Linked DNA regions of Rattus norvegicus: region 1 is linked to region 2. The links are chromatin contacts, called in public Hi-C maps. All regions are on one chromosome and are shown on one strand. Each heading gives the region's core, a stretch centred on a gene start, on an enhancer-like site or on the middle of the called end of the contact. The rest is flanking DNA. Distances are from core to core; before and after follow the strand shown. Region 1 overlaps Gdpd2 (glycerophosphodiester phosphodiesterase domain containing 2). Region 2 holds the start of Igbp1 (immunoglobulin binding protein 1).

Evidence for each region. A called contact is a pair of places that touch in the nucleus more often than the background predicts.
Region 1: a Hi-C map of liver shows a contact between it and region 2, with 4 times the contacts expected there. The contact joins the enhancer-like site here to the promoter of Igbp1 in region 2.

Annotation. Positions count from the first base shown.
Region 1 is chrX:69,874,400-69,881,849 of GRCr8, forward strand. Gdpd2 (glycerophosphodiester phosphodiesterase domain containing 2) reads left to right here. Exons shown (of 16, transcript NM_001106944.1): 15 at 230-255; 16 at 350-1,020. The coding sequence ends at 402. Among named protein-coding and RNA genes, the nearest start is that of Gdpd2, 11 kb to the left of the region's middle. Within about 2 kb of position 2,847, at least 31 of the 93 cell types and tissues checked have an H3K27ac peak or open chromatin away from gene starts, as enhancers often do. A contact at or near this core is called in liver, where this site is marked.
Region 2 is chrX:69,620,396-69,627,558 of GRCr8, forward strand. It overlaps Igbp1 (immunoglobulin binding protein 1), which reads left to right and starts at 2,530. Exons shown (of 6, transcript NM_031624.3): 1 at 2,530-2,732; 2 at 3,081-3,374. The coding sequence starts at 2,542.

The DNA.
Region 1 (7,450 bases), core at 1,597-4,096, 250 kb after region 2:
ACTTTCCCCAGGCCCCAAGTAAAAAGGCTGAGTCTGACTCCACATGTGGCCTGGGATTAAGATTTTGTCCGTTCCAAATTTTGACCCTGGGGAAAGCAGTTTGGAAAAACCCTGGGTTGGAAAGTCTTACTACAAGTTAGTGGAACTCTCAACAAAAAGTCTCTCTCTCTCTCTCTTTCTCTCTCTCTCTCCCTTCCTCCCTCCCTCCCTTCCCCTCCCCCCCCTCCAGGAGATGTGCTGGGAGAAGCAGAACAGGTAAGAATGCACTTTCCCTTCCTTTCTTATTTTCCCCTCCTAATTTCCCCTGGCTTCACTCCCTACATGAGCCATCTCTTACCCACTTCTCTAGGCTTAGAAACAGCAGTGCTACTGACCAAGATCAATAATTTCACCTCAGAGTGAATTCTGGGCCCAGGTCCCCACCAGCTGCTGTCTAAGACTTGTGTGCACTGGTCAATGGGAAGGACAGGAGCTGAAGTGGAATGTCCTGGAATTAAAAGTTTGGAGGAGGGAGCATTGCAAACAGAAGATTTTGAACTAAGAGGGCCCTCTGTCCAGATGGTGGGTATGTCTCAAGCTGCCATGGAATTTGCTGCCTTTGGTGTTTTGACATGAATTAGTTGGAAAGACAGTGACTGACAAGAAGTTACTCCCAAAATGAAATTAAAGCAAGGAAGTGAGAGAGATTGCCAAGATAATGCATTAGGCTTGTGTGCACATGTACTTGGATAGAAGATGCAGGGTGTGTCAGGGTGAGATAGCTCAGAATGATGACTGAAGGAAATTTGGCCACAATGACCTTTCTCGAAGAACTCTTAAGATGATGAAGACTGTCCACACTCCATGCCTTCTCTCCTCACCGTCACAATTCAGCTTCTTCTCTGCCTACAGGCTGGGAGTGAAAAAACCTCATTTAGCAATGTAATATTGTGTCTACGGTAGGTTTTTGTTGTGAGCAGTCAATGGTTCCTGTGTCTTGCCTGTTAATCTGTTATTCAATGAATTTTTAATTGTCATTTGGTCACAGTCTAATCATTTCGATGCCAGAGTTGGAAGGATGCTTTTTTCCATCCGGAACTGGATGTAAAATGACATTGAGATGTCATCATGAGGAGATTTGCGGGCGGGACGTGGAAGGAATAACAGCCACCCTTCCTCCTGGAGAGTAGTGGCAACTGCCTCGGCCGGGTGGCCCAGGAGCTTTATGCAGGGGTTGCGTTGTAGCTCCACCTTGTGGTCTCTCGCCCTGAGAGGTCTGGATCCCTGGATAAGGTGAACATACTTATGAATGCCACCACTTTTCCTTGTGTGTTCGGAACTTAAGTCCTTGACTTCAGACTCTGAGAGCAAGGTCTGATTTTCACTCTCTTTTTTTTCTTTCTTTCTGGGATTGGTGTAGGGTCTGGTTCAAGCTAGCCTTTTCCTTGAGGAGCAAATTCCTCATTACGTTGTTGCTTGTAAAACTAAAAGTTGAGAAGGCCAGAGCGGAGCTGACCTGGTGATGGTAAAGCAGGTAGAAAGGGAGTGGGAAGAAAAAAAGCTGGAACAAGTATGGGCTCTGTGGCTGACCCTGCAATCCTTCATTACACGGTTGTTCATCCCAGTTCCTGACTAGACTCAGATGCCAGTCAAATTAATATTTTAGTCAGGACAGCAAAAAGTCCTCGATTCCTTCTCTCCCGCAAGATCAGGACTCGGAGCAGCATTAGCATCTCAGAACAAGACCCTACCTCTCTGGTCCCCCTCCCCACCTTGGTTACTGGCAGCCGTAGAAACTACAATTCCCAGTATGCCTCTGAACACTTAAGGTCTTCTGTGGATGGAGGCGAGTTTGAATTTGCAGTGGCAGCGCGCGCGCGTGCGCGGCCCCAGACTTCCACTCACGCGCGCGCGTGCGCGTACACACACACACACACACACACACACGCACGCGCGCGCGCACACACACACACACACACACACACACACACACACACACACACACACCCCACTCTTTCATCGCCGCCCCCCCTCACTCTCCATTCGGACACACATCCGACCCAGGCAGGCATGGCAGGGCTGGAGGAGCCAAAGCCAAGACTGCTGTTTGGCCAGGCCCTTTGAAGGTTCATGTTGCCTTAAACTGAACAGATCACGCTGTGTTTCAAACTGCATTCCTTTATTACCTTTCCCTCTTCCCAATCCCACTCCTCAGTCTAGCCGACTACTGACCTCAGCTCTTGGAGCCCCCAGCCTGTCAGGTACTGCGTGCTGTACCTCACATATACTTGACATATACTTGGGCATATACTTGCTTCCCATCTCGCACACTTTTTTTTTTCTGCCCTTGTCAGTTGCCCAGGCTCTTACCTTGCAGTTTCTTCACTTTCTCCTTTTCCCTTTCCTTTTTCCTTTCCTTTCCTTCCCCTTCCCACCCCTCCCCATCCCTACCCTCTCCTCCCCTTTTACCTTCCCTTCCCTTCTCCCTTCCCTTCTCCCTTCCCTTCTCCCTTCCCTTCTCCCTTCCCTTCTCCCTTCCCTTCTCCCTTCCCTTCTCCTTTCCCTTCTCCCTTCCCTTCTCCCTTCCCTTCTCCCTTCCCTTCTCCCTTCCCTTCTCCCTTCCCTTCTCCCTTCCCTTCCCTTCCCTCTTCTCTCTTCTCCTCCCCCTCCCACCCCCTCCCCTCCCCCTCCCATCTCCCTCCCTTTCCCCTCCTCTTCGTATACCATCCACCTCCAGCCACACAGTTCTGGCTGCAGTTCTCTAACTCCAACTCCCAGCGTCCAGATTCCCAGAGCTCCAGCACCAATTCAGACCGCGTTCCTAGCTCCTAGCTTTGTGTACTGAATTCTGAGCTGGCCACCGCAAACTCTCCCTCCTAGGAAGATCAGACTGCTGTAGGCACTGAACATTCATGAGACCCAGGACTGGAGACTAAGACTGACCAAAATTTGAGGGCAGAAGGCCAAGGGGAGCTGCTCTTTGGATTTTGGGTGCAATTGCTCGTTATTTTTAGCTGCTGACTCACAGTTCCTGGCATCTGGGTTTGGGGCTAGCAGGCTGGGTTAGGGGGCTATTAATAGAGCCAAGGCACAGCCCCGACCCAGTTCAATTTGGAAACATGGGGAGCAAGGAGCCTCCCCTGCCATCCTGTTTTGTAAAGCTGCAGTGGATAGAGACAGTGACCAGGACAAATGCTCTCCAGCTGCAAGGTACCTCAACCTAGTATCACCCAAGGGAGAGCCTGTAAGCACAATCCTGGGTACAGCTCTTCCCGGTTCTTGCTATGGATTGGGGCTCTACCACAATGAAGGTTTTGTTGTACTAACTTAGAGGGCATATGTGAGTCTCAGTGAAGAAGTTATTGTGGAGTGGCCTTGGCCTGCATGGGCTTACTCCCAGGTTACACAGATTACTAGCTTACTAGAAGGGAAATCTGAGAATTCCTGGTCCCTGGAGACCTCATGACGACAGGGCACTTCAGCATGATCCTAGGAAAGGTGGCACAGAGCCAAGAAGTTTCCAAGTTCCAGGTCTACCCTCCTCTCATTCTTTGTACTTCTTCTGCACTTCTTGGACTCTGTCCCTACTCAAAGGGGTCTGCTTTTTCACCGATGATAGCTTTTCCACTTCTCCACAGAGAAACCTAACTCAAGAGTCACCTGTGTATATAATCCTTTAGGTTTTGTCATTCCCTTTGAGCCTTTACTGTAATGGGCTAAAGTAGGAGTTTCCTGAGGCACACGTCAAGAATGGTGGGCAAATCTTGATACTTCACTGAACTAATCAAAATTATTCCCACCCACTCTCAATTTTTCTAGAATTCCCTTTGTTAAAATCAGCAGTCTTCATCCTTCACCCCTTGAAAATGGGAAACTTCTGCCATCAGCAACCTGCTTATCTGGCCCCTAGATGAAACTATGTGTGGGCCAAAAGACATTGCCTCTCCACACACAAAGCCTGAGGTCACCTGCTAAAGCTCTATTTTCAAGAATGAGCTCAGATTATGAGACAGCAGTGAACAGTGCTGACTTATCCTAATTTGTTTGGCGAGGGCGCTGGAGAGGCAGTGGAAGGAGAGAGAAACGGTCTCTGTGCTTACAAATTCCCCCCAACTGCTCAATCTCTCTGGCTCTGTTCAGGCTGCCTGGTCGCCTAGCAACCGCAGCCGCCTGCCTGTGCTTTGGGGCTGCGTCAAACCGGTAGGGGGCGCCTGTCTCCCTGGGGCCTCAGACGGGAGCACTAGCAGTTGGCAGATTTCCCAGTTAAGTGTCAAAGCATCTCGATGTTACTGACCTCCTCCGAGGCTTGTCAACCAAAACTGTTCTAAGTGTCAGAGTGCCTGTATAGTAGAGAGAGACACAGTGAATCTAAAGGGATTTTACACAGATTCATTAGAAATACAGAGAAGGATGGAGCTGGAGAGACAGCTCAGCTGTTAGAAGCACTTGCTAATCTTCCAGAGGACCCAAGTTTTCTTCCTAGTACTCATGCTGAGTGGCTCACAGCTTCCTGTACCTCCCTTTCTAGGGTATCCAACACCCTCTTCTGGTCCCTGAAGCCTGCCACACATATATGTGTATAAATGCACAAACATACACGTGAATAAAAACAACCCTCTCCCTTTTTAAAAGACAGGGTAGCAAAATGATTCAAGCAGGTAAAGGCATTTTTTTTTTGTCAAGCTTTACAATCCAAGTTCAGTTCCTGGAACACAGGTGATAGGATAGAAACAATTCCCAAAAGGTGGCCTCTAATCTACACACACACACACACACACACACACACACACACACACACACACACACTGAGATATGGCTCAGTGATTAAGAATATTTTTTCGGGGTTGGGGATTTAGCTCAGTGGTAGAGCGCTTGCCTAGCGAGCACAAGGCCCTGGGTTCGGTCCCCAGCTCCGAAAAAAAGAAAAGAAAAAAAAGAATATTTTTTCTTGTTGGGGGAGGGTGGTAATGGGGGGAGGATGGGGAGGGGAACACCCATATAGAAAGAGAGGGGAAGGGGTTAGGGGGATGTTGGCCTGGAAACCGAGAAAGGGAATAACATTTGAAATGTAAATAAGAAATACCCAAGCTAATAAAGATGGAGGGAAATAAAAGAATATTTTTTCTTACAGAAGACCCAGGTTTGGTTCCCAACATGGATAAAGTCGATCACACCCATCCAGTTGCAGGGCATCCAATGTGTTCTTCTAACCTATGTCTTGGTCAGAGTTCTATTACTGTGAAGAGACACCATGCATGGCAACTCTTTTTTTTTTCTTTTTCTTTTTTTTTTCAGAACTGGGGACCGAACCCAGGGCCTTGCACTTGCTAGGCAAGCGCCCTACCACTGAGCTAAATCCCCAACCCTCATGGCAACTCTTATAATTGGGGCTGGCTTACAGTTTCAGATGTTTAGTCCATTGTTATGGTGGAAAGCATCGTGGCGGACAGGCAGAAATTATGCTGAAGTAGTTAAGATCTTTACATCCAGATCTGCAGGCAGGAGGAAAAGAGTGATACACTTTCTTCAACAGGGTGATACCTCCTAATCCTTTCAAATACCGTCACTCCCCAGTGACTAAGCATTCAAATATATGAGCCTGTGGGAGTTAATGCTTATTCAAACAACCACATTCCACTCCCTGTCCCCCATAGGCTTATAGCCATATCATAATGAAAAAGTATTTTTAGTCCAATGTCAAAACCCCTCATAGTCTGTAACAGTCTCAACACTGTTTAAAAGTCCAAAGTTCAAAGTCTCTTCTGAGACTCAAAGCAATTTTTTAAATTTAAGCCCCTACAAAATCAAAATGAAAAAACAGATCACATACTTTCAACATACAATGGCACAGAATGCATGTTACCACTCCAAAAGGAAGGAAGGGGATCATAATGAGGAAATAGTGGACCAAAGCAAGACTGAAAGCTGGGCACACTCCAAACTCCTCATCTCCGTGTGTGATGTCCAACTCTTTTCAGCTTTGTTGGCTGCAACACATTTCTTTCTCCTGTAATGGTTCTATTCCTTTGTAGCAGGTTTTCTCAGCAGGTATCCTATGAGTCTAGCATCTCCAACATCTTGAGGTCTCCAAGGCAAGCTAGGTTTTCCTTTACAGCTTCACATACGGGCCTCTCTGGGCCTCCATGGAAGAGCACACGGCTATCCTTTCCTTCCTCACAGAGGGAGATTCCATAGCCCCTTTCTTCTATCCTTAACTCTAAAGCCAGAACCATGTGGCTGAAGATGTCAAGTTCTTCTGTTTGCTGGGGCTGAAACATGCCCTACTTGTTCTATTACATTTATACCATCTTTCTGTTTTCTATGGTTTCCTCCACTGCTAAACTTTTCCTTAATTCCTTTTCAAAAATTGGAAGTTCCACTAGGTGGGTTCTTGTTATGAGGTCACCATTCCTTTATTACATTTAGAATCAGATTTTCTTTAGTGCTTTTTAACTCCTTGAGCACAGGACTTGGCTCCATTGTACTTTCCAATACTCCTTTCCCCCTCAAACTGTACATTTTATATTGTTTCTTGCAGAACTTGCTCCTTTTCGTTATAGATCTGTATAAAACTGGCCAGTAATAACCATGTGACATAGGCTGTTTTGAAATCTCCTCTGCCAACACCATTAATCCAAAAGTCTTCAATTTATCCTCAGGCAGATTTTTAGGACAAGGGTAGAAAACAACCCCATTCTTCACCAAAACACCACAAGAACAGTTTCTAGGCCACTTACTAATATCCTTCTCCTCTGAAACCTCTTTAGCTGGGCCATCATAATCTACATTGCTCTCGGTACCACAGCCTTCCATGTCCCTGCTAGCATGGCCCATTAAGCCCCACTAAAAGTATTCAACTGTTTCCTAATACAAAGTCTCAAAGTCCACATTCCTCCAACAAGCAGAATGGTCAGGTCTGCCATAGCAATACCCAGCTCCCTCATACCAACTCCTCTCACTGTTCTGTTTACTGTGAAGAGACACCACAACCGTGGTATCTCTTATAGAAGAGCACGATTAACTGGGCTTGCTTACAGATTCAGAGGTTTAGTCCATTGTCATCATGGCAGTCAGTATGGTGGCGTATCGGCAGACATGGTGTTGGAGAAGTAGCTGAGAGCTCTATATCTGGATCATCAGGCATGAAGAAAGTGACTCTGGACTTGGCCCATCCTATTGATACACTTCTTCCAACAGGGCCACATCTCTTACTCCTTTCAAATAGTGTCATTTCCTGGTGACTAAAAATTCAAATATAAGAGTCTATGGAGGCTATTCTCATTCAAACCACTACAGTAAAGGAGAATGGAAAGAGAGGAGAAAATCGAGAAGACAATTTTATTCTTTATATCCACTCTTGACATGTCTATGTATTTTCCTCAACCAGAGAAGTTATACAAGTTCCTTAATTTGCTTCCCTGAACAACCCTCCCACCTCAGAAAAATAGGAAACTATGGGGGGGCCATTTTA
Region 2 (7,163 bases), core at 1,280-3,779:
CATAACATATGTGCCCCCCCAAGAAATAAAAATGAAAATATTAAAAACCTTCTGAACTTCTAATCATGGAGTGCTTTGTCATTTCTTGGCTGCAGTACAATGCTGTCCTATATTGCCCTCTAGTTGTTTTTATATAAAAAAAATCTTTTTAGCCATATTTGGCTTAAAAACCTTATTTTCAGGGGTCAGGCAATGTACTTTGACTTAATTTAAATCTCCTAGAACAACTCAGAGAGTGCCTGACGTGAATTGATATGTATTTATAACTATTTGTCTAAAGCAATGATATCCTTTCTTTCAAAGCCCTGGAACTATAGTTTACATTAATGCAGTACGACAGGATCACATGAGCCATAAATTTAACTTTAAATTTTCTAACCAACCATTTCTTTGTCACAACATCATGACCAAGAAGCAGTTGGGAAGGAAAGGTTTTATTCAGCTTACACTTTCCACGTTGCTGTTCATCACCAAAGGAAGTCAGGACAGGCACTCAAGCAGGTCAGGAAGCAGGAGCTGATGCAGAGGCCATGGAAGGATGTTACTTACTGGCTTGCTTCCCCTGGTTTGTTCAGCTTGTTGTCTTATAGAACCCAGAACTACCAGTCCAGGGATGGCACCACCCACAATGGGCCCTCCCACCCTTGATCACTAATTGAAAAAATGCCTTCAGGTGGATCTCATGGATATATCTCCCCAAGAGAGGCTCCTTTCTCTGTGATAACTCCAGCTTGTGTCACATTGACACACAAAACCAGCTAGTGCAAGCCAGATGGCAGGTAAAGGCACTTGCTGCACAAACCTGGCAACCTGAGTTCAATTCCTAGAATCCACATAAAGATGAAAAGAAAGAACTGACTCTACAAGGCTGTTCTCTGCCCTCAACACGTGTGCCATGGCATGTGTACCCAAGTACGCATACAACATAGGCACAATACAATAAATAATAATGATAAATTTATAATACATTTGCTTTACATTTTTCTTGTAGATTGGACCCGGAATGTAACTCAGTTGGTAGAGTGCTTGTGTAAGTATGCACAAGGCTCTGTGTCCAATCCCCAGCATGAACCAGGTATGATTGTACTCTGCTGCACTACTTTGCAGGTGTAAACATCACTCAGGAGATGGAAACCAAGGGTCAGAAGTTCAATTTCATCCTTGCCTACATAGCAAGTTTGAGAACCTGTTTCAAAGCAGCAACAAAACAACAACAACAACAACAAAAACTAGTTGGCATATTATTTTTAAAAACAAAATGTAAGAATGCATAACTGAAGATACAAAAATACTATTATTGGGTGCGTGTGGTACAGTTGGTGGAGTGCTTGTGTAGAAGGCACAAAGCCCTGGGTTCAAGCCCTAGCAGCACATAAACCAAATGTGGTAACACTTTCTTATAATCCCTGCACGTGGGATCAGAAGTTAAAGGTCATCCTTCTTCAAAACCAGACTGGATTACATGAGACCTTGTCTCAAAAAATATTATTCAACATGTAGTCAAAGCGTTGAGATATGTTTACATGTTTTGATTATGTAACCGAAATCTGACGTGTAGTTTACTTTTACAACACATCTAAATTTAAGATAACCATATCTGAGCACTAGGTAGCCATCCACCTATTAAACAGCGCCATTCTGCAAAGCTGGGATGATTTCCAAAGAGATAGCTTTATTTTTCTATTTATATCATGACTCTGGGTAGCTTAAGTATGAAGGCTAGCCAGAGGAGGAGCTAAGACGGATCAGAATCATTCTGGAAGGTAGATAGATTTTGTAAAATGCTAGCCATAGTGTGGTCCGTGCTATATGTATGCACAGAAGAAACCCATAGGACTGGGTGAATGGCACAGTGTACAGGGTGAGAGTTAAAGATTGCCTAGAAATGTGACCTGGAAAGAAAGTTATAAGAAAGGATGGCAGCCGGCTGTTGGTAGATGGGAGTTGCAAGTTTTCAAATGTTCCTGATCGAAGAGAAAGGCTTCACAGGGTGCTGGCCCAAAGGGCGTTCGAATTTAAATGGGGACAGAAGGCTGTGGCGCGGTTGAGAGCGGGCATTGGTTGAGAGCGCAACTTCATACCCGCTATGGTAAGCAGAACCAAAAACCCAGAGAGTGGCCCCTGGCGATCAGGACTCTACTTCGGGAACGACTTGACTTCCCAGGCAAGGCACGCGTGTGGTCCTCCACGCGTGGAACACGTTTACTTGCTCAGGCTGGCTGGAGCATGGAAATCAGTCCCGCCACTCACGGGCCTCAGAGTCCTAGGAACTTGCAAGTCCGCTTCTGGCCACAAGGAGCCCATCTTTAGTAAAACAGCACAAACGACTTTAAAACAAGCGGCTTGCTGAAAATGAGTCCCTGGAAACGGTTGCTAGGGCCAGAAAACTGCGATTCCCAGAAGTCATTTGGGAAGTTTTGGTAACAAGCAGCTGGCCAATGCGGTACTGCTTCCTGTGTCGTGAGAGCTTTGGGGCTCATCTTTACAGAGTTTACCTTTGACTTCGGTAGAAATTCTTCCGGGTTTCTTTCTTTCCACAAGATGGCAGCGTCTGAAGAAGAGTTACTGCTGCCGCGGCTTCCGGAGCTCTTCGAAACCAGCAAGAAACTTCTGGAGGAGTTGGAAGTAGCAACTGAACCCACCGGCTCCCGAACAATCCAGGATAAGGTGTCCAAAGGACTAGAACTCCTTGAGAAGGCTGCCGGAATGTTATCGCAGCTTGATTTGTTCAGGTATGGGGGAGAGGGCAGTAACTGCAGAGAACGAATAGTTAGCAAGGGCAGAGCCATTGCACTTGGGTGGAAAGGACCTTTAAGGCTAGAACCGCTCAGTTCCTACTTGTTCACCCTGTGTGCATTCTTTCCATTGTCCACTTCTCCTCGGAGATGGTTAGTATCCCAGGACAATGCCCCCTCGTGTACGGCTGACTGCCTGATCCTTGGGTATGCAAGCTCAACCACTTTCTTTTAACCTGGCCAATGTGTTTGCACCACTCTCTCCCAGCCCTGTTCTTCCCTAGAAGCAAGGGCCACAGTTTAACGCTCAACCAGGCTTCACCGCCTCCTCTTTGCTCTTTCCAGCCGAAATGAAGATTTGGAAGAGATTGCTTCTATCGACCTGAAGTACCTGATGGTACCAGCGTTGCAAGGAGCTCTCACCATGAAACAAGTCAACCCCAGCAAGCGTCTAGATCATTTGCAGCGGGCTCGAGAACACTTCATACATTTCTTAACTCAGTGTCATTGCTATCATGTGGCAGAGTTTCAGCTACCCCAAACCAAGAATAACTCAGCTGAAAATAATACTGCTCGCTCCTCCATGGCCTATCCAAATCTCGTTGCTATGGCATCTCAAAGACAGGCTAAAATAGAGAGGTGGGTCAATGGCTGTAATTTGAGGGCTGTAGTTGGGGGTGCATGTGTTGGTATGTGTGGTGTGTGTGCGTGCGTGGACTACAGAATAGTGTATGTTATTTTCTTGGTTCTTAATGAACATAGACCCTGGTGAAAGCAAACTTTTCTGAATCTTAACAAGGCTTTGCCATGGTTGAGGGGGTTGTACTAAAACTTCAGGACCTCCCAACCCCTCAACACACACCTTAATGGTTGTCACTAGTGGCAATGTTTATTATCCCAACCATTAGGTGTAGCAAAGTAAATCTTAACCTTTTCCATATCACTGCATAATGCTGTTTGTATGGGGAAACTATTTCAAAAGTACACAATATTTTGAACTATTTACTGAGCAAATCTGTTTAGAAGGCATACAGGCTGGGATGTATAGCATCCTGAATTAATCATAGCCCTGTTACAGCATCATGTAACTTTGATTTAACCTTAGTTTAAAAGAAAATTCAATGAATGCTCAGTGTCTTAAGAACAAAGTTAGGCACTGGGGATAGAAACTGATTGGGTGTTTGTATGAATGTGGGTGATCATAGATCTCCGGTGAGGAAAAGTAGCGTAGAAGCAGCATGACAGTATAAAATGCAGTGGAGGGAGATGTGTGGGGTCCTGTGGAAGCAGTCAGGGGAACACACAGGCAGAGAGGGAACCAATGAGAACTAGGCTTCTCAGGAAGGGGGAGTCCTGTTCTGAGGTGTTTAAGAGGACTAAGGATATGAGGCTGAGGATGAAGAAAGGGTGGCATTAGCCCGACAAAGCAATAGAATTAGTAAAGCCACAGAGGCATTAAGTAAACAAAGCTGGCATGGAGCTGTGTGGGTGGAGAACAGTGCTTGCCCACCCATCCTGCCCCTAGCGATAAAATAAGGCTAGAGCTAACAGGTGGAGGGAGGCAGAAGGAATAACGAGGACGAGTGTCATAGGACTCACATCAGGGAGAACTGAGAATGTGAGGAAGGTAAGGACCAAGCTTGAGGCCCATTGTTAGGTACTCTGATTTGGGGTAGATTACTTAATTTCCCCAGGTGAAAAATGGAGATAGTAGGTACTCCATCATAGAGTATTTTATGGAGGATTAGCAGAGAAATACATATAAAAAACTCAGCTCAGTCAAGGTCAAGTGTAGTTATGATGGCAGAAGCAGAGCTCTGGCTTTGGGTCTCAGCTTTCCTTCTAAGGCGTTGGACTTTGACTAAGTTATTTAATCAGTGTAAGCCTTAGGTTCAGTCTTAGGTGAAATTAAATAACAGTGGTACCTAATATGGTTAGGAAGCATAAATTGGCCTAGCACCCATGAGTAAATAGCACAAATTGGGTTATAAAGAAAAAAAGGACAAGGAGATAGGAGGGGGTTGGTTTGATTTGGAAGGAGTTGCAAGTGAATATGACCAGAACACTGAACACAGTGTATATGAAATTCTGAAATAATTGATAAAAATATTTGAAGTTATAAACATAAGTTGGGATAGGGCAGAGCATAAATTCAGTACTGAGACATGTTGAATTTGAGGTAACCCGCAAGATATCTAAGTAGAGATATCCGATACCCTAAAGCTCACAGGTAAGACTTGGACTCTAGAGATTTGAGAATTCGCTACCTACTAAGCCTTCACGAATACTAGGAAGTAGTCTAGATGTTAAAAACTGCCTAAGATCAGTATTATTATGAAGCTTTGGTTCTGGTAGATACAGATAGTAACCTGGTGGATAAAGTACATTCAACCTAGCATATACAAGGCACCGAGTTTGAGTCATAATGCATGTGCAGAAATTTTCAGGTTCAGTTGCTAAGGGTATGAAGAATAAGAAAAATGTAGATGGGAACAGTGAGTCTCAGTGAACAATTTTTAAAGAAATCGGCTAGAATAATACCAAATAGATTCCAGAATCTTCTCTGAAACTGACAAATTGCCTGTAGGCATAGATCAAAACCTAAGCTAGTGACTTGTTTGTACACCCAGAAAGACTGTAGATGCCTTGAGAAACAGACACAGGTAAGGAAGTGATATCTGGTTGGAGGAGTGAGGAAAAAGTTCAGAACACAGTGGCCTGTGGAATTAGTCTCGAAAGATCACTAAACTTAGAAACTATAGATTTCCTGAATATGAAAGTAAACTCATCGTTGAAAATTTGCAAAACAAGAATATTTTTAAATCAAAAAATAAGCCGTAATTAGTATTCATAGATGTCATTGTTAACTGTCTGCTATGTTTTCTTTCAGATCTACAGTTATTTTAGTTAATAAATTATGAAGAGTACTGTAAAACAGCTTTTATCCTGTTTTTTTAAAAAGCTAATATTGTCAGCATTTCCCCTGTCATTTGAAACCATATTTGATGGTTTTGTAATATTCCATTCTCTAGTTGTACCATAATCATTTAAATTGTTACTGTCACGTATTCAGATCTGATTTTGCTTGCATTTTGGGGTGGGTTTTCTGTTTGTTTGTTTGCTTGGGGTATGTATGTGATTCTAAGTAATACTCTGAACAAACATTTGTACTGCTGTGATTACTGTTTCCTTGCGCTAGAGCCTCTTTGCATATTTTAAGACCCTTGAGGGATGACAACAATGTTGCCATCCACAAGAACAAAGTCTTAAAGTATTGCCCCTTTAAACTCCCTGAATGTCAACACTAGCAAATCCCATTAGTCAAACAGGAAAAGGATCTAACTTTGATTTCCATTTCTTTGGCCTGTAATCTTGATCTTTGAACTTTTTTTTAACCTGTGTGACAGGTGCGTTGTCAACACTGCCTCTATACTAATGCTCCTGAACTCGTGGTACTGTCCTATAATTCTTCTGACTGTGATTCTAACACCACTTACGGGGATTCACAGACACTAGCTTTTTTCCTATTTCTTCCTTTTCCTTTCCTGTTGTAGTGCTAGGGGTTGATTCCAGGGCCTCATGCATACCAGGAAAGCACTCTACATCTCTAGCTCAAACCCATGGCTTTTCACTCCCGAGTGTGCCCGAATACCCAGGTCTTCAGTGTTTCAGTGAGTGCACCGGCATTCACCTGGCTATGTAAGCAGGACACTACATGGACCTTTGTTGAATTCCGTAATCTAGTCCATCCTCCAGGCCTGTGAATTCTAACAAAAATGCTATCTTACCTTCCTGTTGCCTTCTGTCTCCACTAGCACACTCTGGTCTAAGCCATCAGTACCTCCCAACCTCAGGTAGCCAAGGCCCTGTGTAATCTGGTGTCTATTTCTCCAGTTTTCATCACATGCTCATCTCATCGGACCCTATCTACAGTGGCTGCCTTCTGGTTCTTTGAATAGACCGATTCCTTCCTTCTTTCTATGTGCTGTTCTCTCTGTATTCAGTTTTCTTCATATGGCTAATTCTTCATTGTGTAGGTCTCAGCTTAAATGTTACTCTATAGAGATCCCTTTCTGCACCAGTCTCTTTAAGTAATGAACATCTGTCATTCTCTCTTCCCGCCACATTTGTTTGCTTCATGGCATGTAGCTGTTGTGCAGTTATGTCATGTGTTCATCTCAGGTTTGTCTCTCTTCTATTAGAACCTGTGCTCTATAAGGGTCGGAACCATTTCTCTCTTGTTCATCGTGGTATGCCTGGCACAGGGCCTGGCATGTACAAAGTGTTCCAACAATGTTTATTGTTGACAAATAGGAGAGTCAACACGATCATATTCCAAACAGAAGCAGATCTGAGTGTGTACAGGGAATAGATAATAGTCCGGTCCAACAGAAGAACCAAGAGGAGTATGAGCACAGGTGTACACGA